2 separate regions of the Anas platyrhynchos genome follow, and region 2 is linked to region 1. Evidence: chromatin contacts called from public Hi-C data. All regions are on one chromosome and are shown on one strand. Each heading gives the region's core, a stretch centred on a gene start, on an enhancer-like site or on the middle of the called end of the contact. The rest is flanking DNA. Distances are from core to core; before and after follow the strand shown.

What was found. A called contact is a pair of places that touch in the nucleus more often than the background predicts.
Region 2: a Hi-C map of skeletal muscle shows a contact between it and region 1, with 2.1 times the contacts expected there. The contact joins the promoter of GUCY2F here to the enhancer-like site in region 1. A contact is called at or near these places in 3 of 8 Hi-C or Micro-C datasets (skeletal muscle and subcutaneous adipose tissue).

What each region holds. Positions count from the first base shown.
Region 1 is chr1:204,269,028-204,275,755 of IASCAAS_PekinDuck_T2T, forward strand. It overlaps ACER3 (alkaline ceramidase 3), which reads right to left. Exons shown (of 11, transcript XM_005024097.6): 9 at 5,743-5,847; 10 at 4,310-4,355; 11 at 1,559-4,086. The coding sequence ends at 4,033. Among named protein-coding and RNA genes, the nearest start is that of CAPN5, 17 kb to the left of the region's middle. Within about 2 kb of position 2,319, at least 2 of the 8 cell types and tissues checked have an H3K27ac peak or open chromatin away from gene starts, as enhancers often do.
Region 2 is chr1:204,448,355-204,454,753 of IASCAAS_PekinDuck_T2T, forward strand. It overlaps GUCY2F (guanylate cyclase 2F, retinal), which reads left to right and starts at 4,226. Exons shown (of 19, transcript XM_072032910.1): 1 at 4,226-4,365; 2 at 5,291-6,093. The coding sequence starts at 5,355.

The sequences.
Region 1 (6,728 bases), core at 1,069-3,568:
AAACACAAGATGATACTGGAAGGACACTCTTGTTATGAGTTTCAGATGGATGAGTTTGCTGAAAAACTCCTTCAGCTGCTAGAAACCAGGTACAGGGAGCAAACTACGGCCAAAGAATCAAACACATTTCGAGTCACACAGTTTCCCTTCAGCCAAACAAGACAGGCTGGGGCTGAACACAGCCCAATAACAGATTAGAAGAGAATTAAAACTAATTACAGAACAGTATTTCCTATCACATCTCTTCCAAAGTCACGCCGAAGAAGTTGTACACGTTATTTTAGCTTGAAGTGTAACAACACAGTGCCAAAAAGGTTTCACTTCACCTGTCTGTACTGAAGTCCTCCTACTCACATCCCCTTCTAAACCAGACTCCTGGGAGCAGAGGCAGAGCAGACAGAGCAAAACCTCGGAGCCTGACAGTCACCAAACGAGTCAGGACATCTCTGCAGTGTGAGCAGGCAGCCACAGATCCACACAACACTGCTGCAAGCCTCAGGGGCCGCAGGCTGCTTGAGCACCTGCACTGTCAGGCAGGCATAATTAAGGGCACAGGCATTGAACAATACACCACAGAGGTAGATTGGCAAGTGACAGACTGCATAATCCAATTCTGACTACGGGGTAGTCTTCGAAACACTTGCTGGTAGCACAACTTCCTTGTGCTAAAAGGAAAAGCAACAGGATGAGGTCCGGAGATGACTAATACTGCGAGCCAGCTTCAAAAACCACCTCCAAAACGCAGACAAGATGCCTCCTGGTGGCAGATTTCTCTTTCTCACGTCTTCTCTTCAGAGCTGGATCCAGAGAACCTTGATTCCCGACATCAAGCATGGAGTTGATCTGTATTGGGAGAGTTATTTTGACATTTTTCTACTACTTGCAAGGAAGAAGTTCTCAGCTGCTGATCTGTGCCAAGCTGATGGTCTCAAGGCGATAATTTCCTGGTTCTTCATAGATGTTGAAGAACGGAGGAGTTTATCACTGTCATTACGTCTGTCCAACACCGCCTGTAGGATTCATTTTAAAGCCACCTGCTATTTCTGCAATCCCCTTTAAAGTAGCTGCTGTCTGAATCCTCCTCAAAAGACCAGGATCAAAGCTGACCCACCTTTTAAGTTGTAGTGCAAGAAAAGTTTGGGATATGCTGCTCTTAAGACTGTAGGGAAAAAAAAAAACTCAGCACGTAATACAAGTGATGGAAATAAAAAGCAGCCTAACAGACATCTAACAGGTGACAGTCGCGAAGACTTCTGTCTTTCCAGGCACTAGAAAAGTTATTCTGAGTTGCAGTGACACGAAGCTAGAACTGGCTTGCCGTTTTCAACATCACAATAAGGCAGTCAACCCAAAGCACCCATAATTTTAGATTACTTATGCTCAGAAGGATATGCATATAAATTACATTCTTCAGGGTCTAACAGAACCTGAAAGAAAGGCTACTGGGAGGGGGTGGCCCTCGGTCATTTGGAATGAAAGAAGAACACAATTTGCACAAGCTTTTAAGATAAAAACCATCCATGACAAAGGATATCTGAATGAAAAGCTAACAGCAGCATAAAATTAAGAGCTTTTCCATTTATTCTTTTTTTTTTTTTTAATCCTAACAATTCAACAGGACCAGAAAAAAAAACACTGTATACTTCCTTGTTCCAAGCGTGTGGGAGAATCCACAAATTTCTTTAAAATATGCCATTAGAGAGATGCCTCATCACTAAGAAAGTGGCTTTTTAGAAGACTGACTTCTGCAGTTATGAAAAAGTTAAAAGCAGAGCCCCCCAGATCCTCCAGAAACAAAACTAAGGGCAATAAAATACAGGTTTTGTTCGTTGCCTTAAAAATAATACCACGTCGAGCAGACGTCACTTGTGATTGCTGATGCATCTAGTTGCTGCACCGCTCCTTTTACAGGATGTTTTCCCTAATTTATGGGAGCATGTAAACATACTAAACAAGAAAATAAGATACAGGGTGCAGAAACACGCTTGAAAGAGCCTGGAGGTGAATAGGCAGGCACTTATTTTTAAGCTACGTTTTAGAAATGGCTCTCAAATCTCTTTACAACAAAAAAAAAGCCTGCTGGGTAATTACAGACACCTGGTCCAAACCAGCATTTTCCTCCCTCTGTGCTAGTTGTTCTTCGAACCTTTTGGTTTGAAGACCCCGAACTGGAGCCTACTGACAACAGATTTGTTTGAAAATTTCAAGAATTTTATAGTGGTTTGCTGATTACAGGTTGCAAATATACTGCTTTCAGCATGTGCTTAAACCTTGCTGAAGCCATTCAAGGTCTTGTTCCAGCCCTGAGTTTGGGTCTGCATGATCCCAGGAGTTCAGGGCCAGTCACCAGAACTAAAAGCAATGGCTTTGTTTGGAGACGTGCGCCAGCAGAGGTGCTACTGATGGACACTGAGGATGCAGCTAAGTCACAAGCAGGAAAAAAAATAAAGGGAAAAGACTATTTTAGTTATCACTGATTGTACAACACAGATTTCGGTCTCACTTCTTCCACTAGTCAGAGCAAGGAAGCTTACATTAGCCAGAATTTTGTGATCCTGGAGACAGCTTTATAGCTACCGAGCCATGCCTTGCTGCTGCGTGCAGGTTTTACATCAATACCTAACAGGAGTTCCAATCAGTCCGAGCATTTCCCTTTTTCCTTCACGGCAAGAAGGACAAATCCCTCAGAGCATCAGAAATTGCATAGCATGGCAGCCAGGAGGCCTGGAGACAAACTCCAGTCGTCGCCCCAAGATCTGGGGAGACAAAACAAGAGCCTCCAATATGAGGTATATTTCGAAAAACTGTTAGTTCCATGTTTTCTTTATGCTTACTGATGAACTTTGATCAGCTAAGTAGATAAGAGCTGCAGAAATCAGAGGGTTTGTACCCGATTAAGAGCCAAAGGTTGGTTTAAAAAAAGTATTCAACTTCAAAAAAAAAAAAAAAAGTGTGCTGGAAAGATTAAGAGCAAGCAATCAAAATACTGCCAATTATATTTTGGGAGTTCCTCAATGTAAATCTTGTTCTTTAACTCTTTCTTCATTATTTCTGAATACGAAGATGATTCTGAAAGTCAGACCAATATTTAAGACTCGTTAAATAGGAAAGGCATGAATTCAAAGCTGATCTAGCACACATATGTGGTGCTTGTCAACCTGTACTAAGAACGGAACACAGGGAATGAAAAGCAGGGAGAGAAAAGGAAGGCATGTAAATAATGAAACGTTTTAAAAAGTGTTTCTTGTGGTTATACAGTCATCCTGCAGTCTCCTGATGGATCACTGGTCAAACAAAACAGGATTTCTGTTCCCATACACAAACAAGAACCCTTATAATGCTTCACCACTGTAAATGTCTTCTCCTGGTCACACCCTGGAACATCCTCCAGGATGCACCCCAGCTGGACTAAAGAGAAAATGGAAACTTGGTACAAAATTACCTAAATGGCACATGTATCCCAACCTTTTCTGCTTAAAACTTAAACAGCAAAGGAGGCTGTGGAGAAGCAAGGCTAGAATAAAGCCAGAAATTAACCATTACAGACTTCATTAATTGTATAAAAGTGCAAGATTAAAGTAGTTCAGGTTAAGCATTCAGCTCACTATAGGCCACACAGATACTTAGCTTGGCCATCAATGACCTGTTTGTTTCTTTTTTTTATCATTCAGTTACTAATATTAGTTTAAACCACAGAAAGAACAACAACTGAATGAAAAACTTACTCAACCCACTCCAAAAATGGTTAGTTTTCTGTGACCAGCACGAAATATTAGCTCAGTATCATCAGCTATACAATATATACAGAAAAATATTGTGTCTTAAACTTTAACAACTTAGAATAAAGCTGTACTAAACGTTATCTCCCTAGCGTGCCAGCTCCTTGCTCTGCTCTGGCTGGCAGGCCTAGTAACACCGAGAAGTCCTTTGATAGCAACGATACTCGAACAGATCCATGATTTTGACAATCCAGCCATGGCAATTGTTGAATCGCTTTATTCAGGTGGTCGCGTGGGGCTGCCTGGGCCTCGGTCAGAGCTTCTTGGGTGGCTCCACGAGAAGAACAGGCCATATCCCGAACAGAAACTGTTAAAAGAAAAACACAAAGTGGAAAGATTTCTTGGAATACCACCTCTCCCAGAACAGAAAGCCAACTGTTAACAATATTTTAGCTGCTTTTCTCGGAATGCAACTAGAAATTGAAGACAATACCCTAAAGAGGCACAAAAAGCAAGCCTCAGCGCATGTTCAGGCCCAAGACACCTGAATGCTGCAGCTCATGAACAGACACAAAACACTGGTTGCTTACCTTCACCTTTGGCCTGTGTTTCAGGAAAAGTGTCCTTGTGTATAAACTGAGGGAAAGAAGGAGAGTGTGCTTGAAATTCGATGCATAAAACAGCATACAAAGTAATAATTATGTCCCGATCCCGGTTTTATTTTCCAGCTAGAAAATAATTGCCTCTGGGACTGCAGAACTACCCATTCTGCCTAAGTTTATGCAAAATAGGGGGTATTAGCCTACGGTGAATCCCACTGTGCTACATTTCTATTAGAAACTGACCTATACTACCACGTATGTGTCTAGTCGGAGAGAAACCAGAGAAGTAAATTCTCTCTGCTAAAAAAAAAAAAAAAAAAAAAGACTGAATAGGGGTTAGAGCCTGTCAGTTTGGAAGGGTGTAATTTCATCAGTGCATCACAAAATATAGCAGATATCAAAAATAATAATAAAAAAGCATGGCTGGGTTCTGTATCTCATTTCTGTTCTGACCTATCCTCTTTTTCTCAGCAGACCTGAGCCTGACCTCACTTTTTACATGGATGTTTCCCCAGGTACATAAGCAATGCCACAGTGTGGCTGAGAAAACACCAGGGAAATGATTGCAGAGATAGCACACGGTTCCTTGGGTTGGCACAGACATCAGGCATCTGTGCGTTCCCCAAGGAAAGAGAAAACAAATTGTTTCTCTGTGCAGCACGCTGGGAAAACTTTGGCTATGGTGTTCAAACTATGTGATCACGTTTTCTCAACTATGTAGAATGTACCTGCTAGAGATTCTCTTACAGTTAAGTGGTAAAAAATTATTTAGATATTGAACATACTACACACATCCTTCAGATTCCCTCTTGCATTCTGCTCTCATTCTTGCTTCCAGTAGATGGTGGTATAGAGCAAAAAAAAAAAAAAGACAAAAATCTGCTGGCTGCAGACTTGCTAATTTAGGCTCTTAAACATTTGAAGATTTCTTCTACAGCTAACATCCTGCACTTCTGGGAAGAGCTCTGCTCCAACCACTCCAGCTGTCACCCCCTCTGCACTACAGCATGATGCCTGCTTGTTTTCGGGAGTGACAGTGCTTATCAGAAAGACGAGTTACATTTCTAAAATTAAACCTTATTTAAACACTTGAGGATTGCTGCAGAAGAACAGAAAGATATTAATAGCTTTTATTTCTGAAATATATTGTCAAATCCTTTCGCAGTTTAACTGCTAGAGTTCCCATTTGTCAATTGCATTTTCCTGAAGAATCACGGCTATTTAAAGACTGCTGATTATATTTTGAAGAACATACATTACTTCTGCAGAGTTTACAGATCAGTTACAAAAAGGAAAGGAAAGCTCACACCGGTTAAGTAAGAAATTATTTGCCTGCTCTTCTGATCAATACATGTAGAAATAAATATGAACCTTGAAAACCTCCTAAAATATGATCAACCAGTTCAGAAAACATTTCCTACCTTAGCAGGATGTGAAGGTAAGAGCCCAGGCCTGTGAGAATATGCCACCATGCATGAAACTGTGTCACGGCTCCCACGACAGGAGGCATCTTCTCTCGTAGTGCCCTGGAAGAAAGAAATGCCAGGCAATTGGTTTTTCCAAACTAAGCAATCTCAGGTCTGATCGATCAGTTACCTCCAGACTGAAGTGTTGGAGAACTTATTTATGGCATCCCACAGCCTCAAACGAGTTCTATCATCTTCCCACCCCCAAACCCTATCAACTACTGTCCATAAGGAAGAAACGCTGAGGATAAGGTCAGAGAGAAGAATCTGACATCCCTGCTTCGCCTTTGGCAACCACTCCCTCTGTTCTCCAGCTCCACAGGGGCTTAGCTTGGCCATCTGTGGTTTATTAGAAAACAGGGACAGAACGGGTGTTTAGTGAGGAAGCAATGAAAGTGGAGAATCTGAAACACTCTGCCAACATGCTCTGTATTTTGAACAGTTCTGAGGCATGAGCTACTTGGGAAGAGGCTAAATGGAGACAGAGAAAGAAAGGGAAAGAACTAAGTTGCTCTTTCTTTCTCCTGCTCACTGGGCTTCTGCAGGTAACGCCTGTTCGGTTGCTGGTGAAGCAACATTTACACCTACCTGGCTTCTTTTTTGACTTCTATTTCACATTCAGTCAAAACAAAGAGGGAAAATAGTAACGAGTGCAGGTGTGAAGGAAGAAAAAACCTGCAGCTTTTGTAATACTTAAATACTGCATGATGTTACGGTGTCTAGTGCCCCGGACTAAATGCTAATCCCTGAGCTACTGCTTAGGTTTCCAGAGCCACTCAGCCACAAACGTGAACACAGCTTCAGTTCAGTGAGGAACACCCAAACCATCACCCTGGCACGGCCTCAGAGACAGAGATGGCGAGAAATCTCAAAGCTCAAATTCAGAAGCTCCTGATTTATTTATTTTTTAAATCAGCTCCAGACTAAATGAAATAAGGAAA
Region 2 (6,399 bases), core at 2,976-5,475, 180 kb after region 1:
ACTTGCTAAATAGTCCAGCCTCACTTAGCCTCATGTAAAGAAAGCAGTGAACAGTAGCCACTTTTTAGGTCAAATCATAGAGGGATCTAAGATGTTTAGAAATCTCCCTTGGAAGAGGAGTGTTTCTCTATTTATTGCTATGTAACGAGCTTCTGGAGATGAGGTTGTCAAATTAAACACTCGGGTTTTGATGCCTAAACAAATACAGATATTAATACCTCAGCTGGTGTCATAACGCCAGCCTCTGCCAGCTCTAATATTGACTATCCAAACTACCTGCAACGTCATATATTCCACTCAGGTCAGTGCCAGAGACCTCAGATCTCACAGGCTACAAAAGCAGCATCCAAGAAAATCAAATAAATGGAAATGTTTGGGGAAAGAAATCACCTGAACCTGACTGTACAGGACTGCTCAGGGGCTGACAAGTAGCAGCAAACCTGGTGCAACAGATAATCTGGATAGAAAATAGATAATAGATAATAGAAATAGAAAATAGATAATCTGGAGAGAAAAAAAAAAAAAAAAAAGGAGAGATAGGGATTCCATGTGAAAACTTGAAAACAGGGTAATGTGGCACAGCAGGACACTCCCACCCCAAAAAAACAGAACTGTCAAAACTGTGGGACATCAAACCTTCCTGTGCTGGCCTGCCAAGAAACTGATGTCAGATTGGGTTGACATCAAGCTCACTCCAAGTCACAGAAAGGACAAAACGAAGAGGAACTCGTAATGAATTACAGGATGGAGATTAACTAATGCCACTCAGTGAGGCTGAGAGATGATAAATCTTGTCGGTTTGACTTTACATCATTTTTTGATGGAGTCCTAAGTCTGGCAGATAAAGACAAGTGGTGATGTCTCAAACTCCTACAAGGTATCACCTAACAGAAAGGTGATACTGAGGGAGAGAACTAGTGCTGCACAGTCAGTGTGTCCACATCATAAAGAGATAAAAAATGATTAATTGATAAAATGAAATAAAATAGTAGATGGGAATGCCTCATTTGGCATTTTCTGGTGGAGCCTCTGGGGAACTTCATTTTTTTTTTCCAGTGCTGTTCAATAACTGTATCACATTATCTTGAAAGAAATGGAAAAAAAAAATCATTATTTATAAAACTTGCAGATTGGTCTGGACCTTTCATTTAGGAAACACATTTGAAAAGCGTCCTTTAAACCGAACCCAAATGGGTTTGTATACTTTTGGGAATAAAAATTCCATGTCACACTTCCAAGGCAGGGGGTTTTACTGAGGAAACCAGAGACGAGCTTGCAAGCAGTGATGCTGCAACAGTGCTCGTGTGAGCAAAAGCATTAAAATGGAGAGAAATGAAATGAAATGGGTGACAAAAGATACTATCAGCTCTATATTCACCCATTATGGAGTGGGGGATTGCTAACAAGTGCTGTTTCTAATTTATCCAAGAGAGGGAGAAGGGAAATTTTAAAATGAATGTGGAGAGTGCTATAGGGATGAAATCCAGAAAGGCACGCTCTACGGCAAAAGCCTGAAGGAGTTGTTTATTTATTTTACCCAGAGGATGACTAGGATGTGAGCTAATTATGGTGTGCAAGTGCCTACAGGGAGGTGATATTTATTGTGCTTCCCGGCTTTTTGTTTCTCAGGCAAAGGCGGAGCGACAGCCAGGCGCAGGAAGCTGAAGCCAGACGCACTAGACATGAGGTGGATATTTTTAATGTTGACGGTAATTAACAGTTGGAATAATAGACAGGGGAACCTGGCAGATCCTCCAAGGCTGGAGCTTTTAATTAAGGCTCAGAGGACGTGAAGAAAGGCTAACACCGGAGTTGCCATCCCTCAATTTTCTCTAAAATCAGTGGAAATGGAGACTTTTCTGCAGGAAGAGTCAGAACGGGAGCCAAACCTTCCCCTGCCTCTCTCTGCTGGCTGCAGAGGGTTTCCAGCTTTAGTCAGCAGTACCCTGTGGGAGAAGTCATTACAAAATGCATTTTATTTCCAGCACGCTTGAGGAGCTCGGCGCAGCAGCTCCTGGGAGGCTGCTTGGCCAGGCTGATGCAGGAGGTCAGAGCAGAGATTAGAGCACCCTCTTCTGCTCTGAAAATTTAAAGCAAAGCGAGACAGCTGTGCCTCAGCCTTCCCTGGGGAAATGTTATGGATGTACGAGCACACGCATCGCTTACTCACTTTGGTGAATACTGAAGTGTTGGGAATCCGATGGTATACAAATAATAAATCACATCACAGACAAACACTGTATGAGGTGGTTGTTGCAGCAGTGATGAGCTGCAAATTTGAGGAAAAAGCAAGGTTTGGGGACATAGGATCTTTAACACTAATTCTAGGCAAATAAATTATCTTATTAACCTTTTTTATTTATTTATTTATTTTTTTTGTTCCTTCACCTGCAAGACTTGTCTTACTGAGACAAATCATGCAATGCCAGGACCTGAGCTTGTTTTGCAAGCATGGCAGAGCCCTTTGGGGTGAGAGACCTGGCAGAGCTATTTGGGGGTAACCAGCTTGCCATACAGAGGGTGGATTCCTGCCACTGGCATTATTTGATTGCACGAGAAAAAATGTGAAAACAAGAAGCAGAAGAAAAAGGAGAAAGTGATGCAGGTTTCATCCCACTTGGCTATGTAAAAATATGAATTGTTACATGTCAGAGTAAGCACACTAGTAAAAAGACCTCCACATCAATTTTTTTTTTAATCTTTCAGAGGGGACTTGACACACTTTTTTTTTTTTTTTTTTTCCCTGACATGGGACATTTTAGTGCTATAAACATCCCCCATAAATGAGCCAGTGGAGCTACTGCAGGAGGCTTTGAAACTGCCGATCCTGAGTGGAATTAAACTGCGCAGTACCATTGTCAATATAACAACAATAATAATAACAATAATAATAATAATAATAATAAAGACAACAGGAACATATTAGACATGTATATAGCTATAGGTATATTTGGATATAGATATACACATAAACTAAACTTTTACACTCAGTTCAAAAAATGACACTCCTAGTGCACGAGCTTTATTTAATTTCACTTTGATCCGAGCCTGGCGTGTGAGCCTAACGCATGAGTAGCATACATAGCAGTGTTCTAAGTTCAGGCCTGACGTTTGATGTCTTTTAAGTACTTTCCAAAAGTGAAGCACTTTGGTAATTCCTGATAACTGTCTTGAGCTGCTCCAGTCCCCAGTAAAGCACATTTCCAGGAACCTTCCTGAATCCATGCAAGGAAATGAATGAACGGAAGGAAACGAACAAAACAAATGGAAAGAGCTGCTCTCCCCACTGCATCTGAGTGACTTTGTGGCTTCCCCTAATCATCAGTCACAAAGAACAAGCTACTACTGAACATGCACAAAAGAGATTGTATGATTTATATGACATATTTCAAGTTAATACCGCTAAAAGGTTGAGTTACAAATGGTTCCCTGTAGACCAAATGCTGTTCCTACGGCCTCGGCTAAATTATTGCAAGGGGCTTCCTAGCTAGGGCAGGTGTGGTGATGTTCGAGGTCTTTCCAGGTTGACAGTTTTATTGCCAGGTCCACTAAGGAATGAAGGTGTCTGGGAATGTGGAGGGGGTTACTGGGGGCTTCAGCTGTAGGGAAAGATCTAAAGAGCCCAGGGAGACAGGAATATTATGCTGCAAATGTAAAAAGCTCTGTGTATGTTATGATGGGTACTAGGGAAAAACAAGGAAGGTGGGACTGTAAAAAAAAACATCAACAGGATGGTGGGGTCTGAAATCAAATATTTTGCTTACCCCAGGCCTGAAAAAGCTCTTGGCTCTGCTGCTTCAGGGTGGAAGGGGAGCTGTGGTGCAGAGACTTAAGGATCTGTTCTGCAAGGGGCAGATCCCAGGAGCTAAATCCCACTAATCCAAAGGCAGAGCCTTAAGACGCCATCCCTACAATTACTGAGTTAGATATGAATAAGTCCTTGCACTGAGGCAGTTCGGAGTGAGGCAGCCTTGGAGTTCTGCAAGACCTTCACCGAGGTCCAAAGATCTTGGGGTGATGCACCCCGATTCATGAAACCCTGGAGGAGAAGGATGGTCCTCACCAAAGGGAGCACAGGAAGATTTTGAGACTGCCAGAGGGTCCCAGAGCACCAGCTGGGGTGTCCTGTGAAAATCCCAGCCTGAAGGAGGTGGGCACTTGCACGGAGGCCCACCATGCATCACCTCTCCCTGGGGAAGGATCCATGTCCCAGGAGATCCATCACCACCAGTGAGATGTTGCTCTGCTGGTGGGTGGCTTTTCCTGGAGGGCTCTCTCCATAAAGGACCTGCGGGTATATTTATAGCACACTCAGCCCCAGTGGATGAAGATCCAGGATAAAAATACTTCTCTGGTAATGAACAGGTAAGCTGGTAAGGGGGCTGCTGCTTTTAGAGCACAAACTTGTTTGGATCAGCAAATTTTCTCAGCCATGGGATGATGTTATTGATGGTGGAGGAGCTGCTGTGGGTTTGGGATTTCTGTGCCTGGCTGTGAGGGGTGGGTCCTTTACTCCCCAAAACGTATGGCTCTTAGTCTTTAATAACAAATATTTTACACCAAGCTTGAATACAAAGCTTCTGCCATGGCAGTTGTTTAACAGTTCTTAGCTAAATTCCAATCATAATATTGCTTTTACCTCGTTTTGTGGCTACCTGGTTTTCCACCTTTCCATCTGCCAGGTTTAAAAGACACTGGCAAATGAGATAAGTTTGACCTTGAAAAACCTTTTCATAAAGTTTTAAAATCATATGCATTTACATATACAACTCTAAGTACCTGCATATATGGGCCAGTACCTGTTTGTGTGCATGTGTTTATGTGTATATGGGCTTTGGTTCATTTTCACAGCTCACTGAGGTTTTGGGAGTGGCAGAAGTTGCTGGCTCAGTGCATTTTATCTGTTTGTGCTCTTATTTATGTGTTTTTCTATGTGGTTTGGGATTTATCTTCCGAAGAACTTCAAAAATGCTGTACGCATAGGTTGCATTTTTTGCTGCAAACAGAGTCACTCTTCACTGGCTCGTTTCAAAATATATTGCAAAACTTTAAAAAATGTTAATATAGGTGTGCATTTTAGGACCACAGGGAGTTTAACTGGCAATTGGTAGGGTTTTCTGTGTGGTACAATGGTTTTTGTGGTGCACATCCATGGGGCTATGCAGGTTTTTGGCACCCCATACACTTGCACCTTGAGAGCTGTTGTATAATTTGGGCTGATTCAGCTCTACCTACATGCACCGAGCAAATACGTACACAGGAAGGCAAATGTAATCTGCTTTTCTTCCAGCAGCTGGTAATGCACTGCTTGGCTTCCTGACGAGCTCAGCTTCAGTCTCCCTGCCTGTAAAACAATGTCATTTCTCCTACCGTGTCCTAACAGCTTGCTCTGGGTGCTGTCGAGGCACATTAAGTTGCAGACGTTCAACACTGGAAATTCATTCAAGACGTTTTTCCACGCTCTCTGGTGGCTGCTGTTGGGAATAATCGCAGTTTCCCCTCCGGTGCATTGTTCCATTTTTAAAATTGGACTGCTCGGACCCTGGGACTGTGATCCCTTCTTCTCCAAAGCCTTTCCCCATGCGGCTGCCAGGTTAGCGGTGGAACGAATAAGCAAAGACCCTTCGCTAGACCTTGGCCAGAGATTGGATTATGTGGTCCTGCAAGAAGATTGTGAGACATCAAAAGCTCTGGTTAGATTCATTGACTTTGGAAAATTTTCCTCAGCTTTCGTAGGCCCTCTGAACCCTGGCTTCTGTGAGGTGGCTACTCTTTTAGGGGAAAACTGGAATAAAACCATCTTCTCATGGACGTGCATCAATTATAAACTGGATTCCACCACCCATCACCCTGCATTTGCCAGGACCCTGCCCTCTCCAACCCAAGTTTTGTTTACAATCATGAAATACTTTAACTGGGCTCACGTTGGCATCATTGCTTCCAACCAGGATGTTTGGATGGACACAGCCAACAAGTTAGCAAGTGCACTCAGGAACGAGGGGCTTCCTGTAGGCATTGTTACAGCCATGGGTAAAGGAGAAAAAGGCATTGAAGACACTTGGAACAAGATCAAAAAAGTTGGTGGCATTAAAAGTAAGTGCTTTGAGTGCTTTGAGTCTCACTCCTTTTCTTTTTACTTTTTTTTTTTATTTTTATTTTTTTTTCTCCAGGGTATGGCCTGCATTGTTATCCATGAACATAACCTAGAGAATGAAATTCTGAAGTTATTTAAGTCAAGCAGAATTTTATCTCTGACCTTAACAGAGCCAGGGTTTCATGTGAAAGAATGCTGGGCATTTTGTATGTGAAGGAGATAGAATAAAATTGTAGTCTACAGCATCTAAGTCTGTGTCCAGCTCGTGTGAAAAGACAGTGTTTAGTTGAGATGGGTGTCTCAGC